Regions from separate parts of the Bos taurus genome. Here region 2 is linked to region 1. Evidence: chromatin contacts called from public Hi-C data. All regions are on one chromosome and are shown on one strand. Each heading gives the region's core, a stretch centred on a gene start, on an enhancer-like site or on the middle of the called end of the contact. The rest is flanking DNA. Distances are from core to core; before and after follow the strand shown.

Evidence for each region. Hi-C and Micro-C count contacts between places; a contact is called where the count stands out from the background.
Region 2: a Hi-C map of skeletal muscle shows a contact between it and region 1, with 7 times the contacts expected there. The contact joins the promoter of MAPKAPK3 here to the enhancer-like site in region 1. A contact is called at or near these places in 4 of 11 Hi-C or Micro-C datasets (blood, liver, skeletal muscle and 1 more).

What each region holds. Positions count from the first base shown.
Region 1 is chr22:49,394,832-49,397,404 of ARS-UCD2.0, reverse strand. All of the region lies in intron 49 of DOCK3 (dedicator of cytokinesis 3), which reads left to right. Among named protein-coding and RNA genes, the nearest start is that of MANF, 12 kb to the right of the region's middle. Within about 2 kb of position 1,269, at least 9 of the 102 cell types and tissues checked have an H3K27ac peak or open chromatin away from gene starts, as enhancers often do. A contact at or near this core is called in skeletal muscle, where this site is marked.
Region 2 is chr22:49,738,408-49,740,980 of ARS-UCD2.0, reverse strand. It overlaps MAPKAPK3 (MAPK activated protein kinase 3), which reads left to right and starts at 1,274. Exons shown (of 11, transcript NM_001034779.2): 1 at 1,274-1,382; 2 at 1,644-1,919. The coding sequence starts at 1,695.

The DNA of each region.
Region 1 (2,573 bases), core at 20-2,519:
TAGAGGAAGACTGAATTTGTTATTGTTCAGTCCCGTGGACTGTAACCCGCCTGGCTCCTTTGTCCATGCGATTACCCAGGCAAGAATACCGGAGTGGGTTGCCATTTCCTCCTCCAGGGTATGTTCCCGACCAGGGATTGAACCCGTGTCTCCTGCATTGGCCCTGGGAGGCCCAAAATGTGGTGGATGCAGTAGTAGGTGCAGTGGGGACAGAGAGGAGATGGGATGGCCCACGCTCGGGTTTGTGTCTGATGTTACAGATGAGGGGAGCGCTTTCATGGATGGAGAAAGTGTTCCAGAGAGTCCTTTCCATTGGAGTCACTTTCCCCACTCCCAGGAGTGGTCATGACACCAATAGCTTCCTTGCTGCGCCTGTTGATGTTCTGCAGTGGTTCTTGTTGCTTGGAAACCTTCAAGGTGAATGGCCTGCAAGGCACAGTCTTGTAAGTCGGCAGCGCCCCCTGGTGGTCAAAAGGCTGAGCGAGGCTAGGAGATTTTGATTGAACCTTGAATATATTCAGGACTTTCCTGGTGGCTCAGACAGTAAAGTGTCTTCCTACAATGTGGGAGACCAGAGTTTTATCCCTGGATCAGGAAGATCTTCTGAAGAAGGAAATGGCAACCCACTCCAGTACTCTTGCCTGGAAAATCCCATGGATGGAGGGGCCTGGTGGGTTACAGTCCATGGGGTCACAAGAGTCAGACACGACTTGGTGACTAAACCACCAACCACCACCTAGTTAACCATTTAGTTTCCTTTTGAATCAGCCTTTCATTATATGATATTTTGGAGTGTGGCCATCATGATAGGCCATGGGGTTGCAAAGAGTTGGACGTGACTGAGTGACTAAACTTTCTTTCTTTTCTTTGAATATACTCAGTCATGCTGGGGACTCAGCCTCCCTGGGGTTCACCAGACTACAACTGAGATAGTCTGGAAGTCCTGTGATGCAGAAGCCCTTGCGGTATTTAAATGTTTGCATAAAAAGTAGCCGCCACTCTCACCTACTGTGGTTTTGGCTGCCTAGGGAAAACAGCAGTGAGAAGGAAGCTAGAGTTGGAAAATCTAGTGTTTGCACAGAGCACCTGTCAGCCCCTGGGGCCAGGTGCTGCCCTCCAGCCTCACCCTGCAGCACGTAACAGGATGTTGAGTGCTCAGATCCAGGGTTGGCCTGGTGAGCCAGACCGTGAGCTGTCAGGTCAGGGACCACGGCCAAGCTGAGCAAGGCAGCACACCATGTTCCAGCCACGTGCCTGGTACAGGATGGGTATGTGACATGAGTTGGTGTAAAGGGCTGCCTCTCTCTGCATGCTATGTGCGGGCAGCCCTGTCCAGGGCTGTGGCCAACGAGACCCAGGGAGCCTTCAGAGTTTCTTGCTGGGAAGGTACTGTGAAAATCAGTGGGATTAGGAACGCTTTTCTTTTTTTCCTTACACAGCCATCTTTTTGAGATTGCCTCAGAGCACAAGTTCTGAAAGAAAATATTGATAGGGGAGAAAAATCACCAAATAGTAGAAATTCAGGCCTAGTTTATTTGTTTGTTTTTTAAATAAAGCATAGTTTACTCATTCCCTTATCAATGAAGGATAGTTTTTAAAACCAGGCCTTAAAGCCAGTTCTGAGGCTCTACAAACAGTATCACTGAGACCAGTTACGGAGGAAGTTTACGTTAATAATAGCTGCATTATTGGTTTTTGATATGCTGACTTCTTCAACATACTTAAGCCTCATCTTTGGGTCTAAAATGAGTATTTAAAAGGCATTTCTCAAGAACTCCTGGTCACCTTTTTAGTTGTGCCCTGACAGTGCCTAGAGGGCACCCCTAGGAAGGCCCACACAGAGCCTGCAGAGCTGCAGGTTCACCTCTCAGATGAGCTTCACTAAGAGAACACTACACAGAGGGAGTTCACCCACTTGAACCAGCCAGAGGCTGCCAGTGGACGTCGACAGCCCTGAGGTCCAGGTGACCTTCCCATGAGGGATCTGGAAGACCCCACTAGTTTGACATGGACATGCCGCTCTCTGGTACAATGAGTGATGCAAATTTGGAGGGCCTTCTAAATTATATATTCCCAAGGGAAGCCTGCAACTTTTTTTCTCACCACTTCTCTGGAAGGTCCCTTTGAGGACCACCAGTTGACAGGTTACTGGGCGTGTAACCATGGCCTGCATCGATGAGGACTAAGCCACACCACATCTGGCTTCCATAACAGCCCCTCAGTCCTGACGGGGTCTCATAAGCGAAGAGCATGAACCAAGTCAACTCAGGAGCCTGGTTAAGGCCCCACAAGTCCCAGAGTAGCTCCATGACTCCTGAGTTCACTGAAGGGCAAGTCTCAGAGTGAGGAACCCTAGAGAGCCCCCTGTGTGCAGTGCCCCTGGCCCTGAGCCGCTTGGGCTGAGTCTGCAGTAAGATGGCCAGAAGGCAGAGGCCAGGCACAGGAGGCCTGGAATCTGGGGAAAGGTGGTAGGGGCCAGCTGAGACGGGGCCAGTGGTGTCTGGAGAAGGTAAGTGTGTGGAAACCGTGTCCAGTAAGAACTGTGCTTTTCTGTTACCTGAGTGTGTCTGTTT
Region 2 (2,573 bases), core at 25-2,524, 340 kb before region 1:
GAGTTAACAGTCTGTGATGGGAAAATGAGTTCAAAATATGTAAGATAATCTAAGATGGGGGCTTCCCTGGTGGCTCGGACAGTAAAGGATCCATCTGCATTGCAGGAGACCTGGGTTCGATCCCTGGGCTGGGAAGATCCCCTGGAGGCAGGCATGGCAACACACTCCAGTATTCTTGCCTGGAGAATCCCCATGGACAGAGGAGCCTGGCAGGCTGCAGTCCGTGGGGTCTCAAAGAGTTGGACACAATTAAGCGACTAAGCACACAATCTAAGATGGGCTCAGAGTGGAAGGGAAGACCACTTAGCTAATAAAGAATATCTGGCACTAGGGTGGAAGGAGGAGACTTCTTAAACATGACACCAAAAGTTCAAGTCATAAGGTGAAAAGTTGGTCGATATGACTAAATAGGAATTTAGGATTTCTAGTCTTAGGATCGGAGAAGGCAACGGCACCCCACTCTAGTGCTCTTGCCTGGAAAATCCCATGGACTGAGGAGCCTGGTGGGCTGCAGTCCATGGGGTCGCTAGGAGTCGGACAGGACTGAGCAACTTCACTTTCACTTTTCACTTTCATGCATTGGAGAAGGAAATGGCAACCCACTCCAGTGTTCTTGCCTGGAGAATCCCAGGGACGGGGGAGCCTGGGTGGGCTGCCGTCTATGGGGTCGCAGAGAGTCGGACACGACTGAAGCGACTCAACAGCAGCAGCAGCAGTCTTAGGATGCTGTTTTCCAAGGGAATATGAACAAGAGATGCACAGAAGGGGAGAGATACCAGTGCTAGAAAGATCCCAAGAGCAACCAGGAACCAGAGAGACGCGAATCTCAACAAAATTCCATTTCATTCTCCCTGTTGACAAAAATTAAGACTTTAGATAGACTGGCAGCGGGCCACCACTAAGTTGCAAACCTTTCACATTGTACTGGAGGGCCTTTTGGGAGCTTCCAGAGAAAACACTCGATTCCAGGGGCTACCTGGGGCTCCAGGAGATTTTCTGTGCTGCCACTTCCTTGGTGGCTTGTACAATTGGCTGCTCGCACAACTCACCCGTTAGCCGGCTGCTCTAGCGCTGGGTTTTCCCAGCGGCTGGCGGAGCCTAGGAGGTTTCCTCCCCCTCTAGAAGCCACGCCCCCTATTTCTGCCGCCGCTCTAGGCGGGTCCGGCCCCGCCCCGTCCTGCCTGGGCCAGCCTGGCCCTTTAAGGCTGACCCAGCCCGGCTTGTAGCCGGGGACGCGCGGGGGAGGGGAGCGGTCACGTGGGCAGGCGGCGGCGCGACTCTCGGCTCTGGGCGCTCAGGGCCGCGGCCTCTGGCGACCCCTGTCCCTGCCACTTACCGGCAACCACGGCCCTGTGAGCTGCCGTCAGGTACGCCCTCGTCAGGTACGCCCTCACAGGGCCCCCTCCACCTCCTAATCCCGGGACCTCCCGGCGCTTTCCCCTCTTGACTGGTGGTCCGGGCAGGACTCGCCTGGTGCCCGGCTTGCGTGACCACCGCCCCCTGCCGCGGGTCCGTCCTCTCCAGCAACTCGTTCCTCATTCCCAGCCCTGTCCCCGGCCCGAAGCCCAGTCCGGCTGAGGGCGTCCTTGGCTGGAGTGTATTGAAGGAGTCTGAGCGGAACTCACTCTTCGTCTCTTTCCCAGGTGGCTCCGGACGCGCCAGGCTGGGGCCGCCTCTGAGCGCCCCGCGGGGCTATGGACGTGGAGACAGCAGAGGAGCAGGGGGGCCCTGCGCCCCCGTCAGGTGTACCCTGCGGACCTTGTTCCGCCGGCGCTCCCGCCCTCGGGGGGCGGCGGGAGCCCAAGAAGTACGCAGTGACCGATGACTACCAGTTGTCCAAGCAGGTGCTGGGCTTGGGTGTGAACGGCAAGGTGCTGGAGTGCTTCCACCGGCGCACTGGGCAGAAGTGTGCCCTGAAGGTCAGTGACCCCGCGCTCCCGCATGGGCGGGGGCCCAACAGCAGAGCCCTGTGGATACGGGCTATGCCTAGGGCCTCTGTTAAGCTTCTTAGGCTAAGCATTACCGTTTTCTCCTCTTACTCGTGTGTAAGGTTGGGCTCCTGGTCCCTCCTGCTTCACAGATGAGAAAACTGAGGCTTAGCTTAGCTAAGCTCAGAATGTCCCAGGGAGCAAGGGGGTGTAGTTAGCTGTGGGTAGAGCCTGCTGTACCCGGAAGCAAGGAGTGAGTAATTCCTGACTCTGGGTTTCTGGCTGGGCCTGTGAGTTTGGGCCTGAGGGGGACCTGCATTCAGCTTGGCTGCTCCTTCTATGAGAAACTCTTCTGACTGGAATGGGTTTCACTTACTTTCTGCCTGAGTCCCCACAAAAGCTTGGGGTGGGGCTAATTCTCCTGAGGCCCCTGTCTGCCTAGGCTGGAGTGGTGACAGTCTCCCAGGGCTGACTGGTAGGCAAGCCTGACACCCATTGCCCCTGTGGGCAGGAAGCTACTCATGGGCTCCAGATGAGTCAACCAGACCCGGGTTGAAAGGGGCAGACCCTCCTCCGACCTGACCCACCCCGTTTCCTGGGCAGAGGGCGGGCCAGCCATCTAGCCACATCACACCATAGACTCTC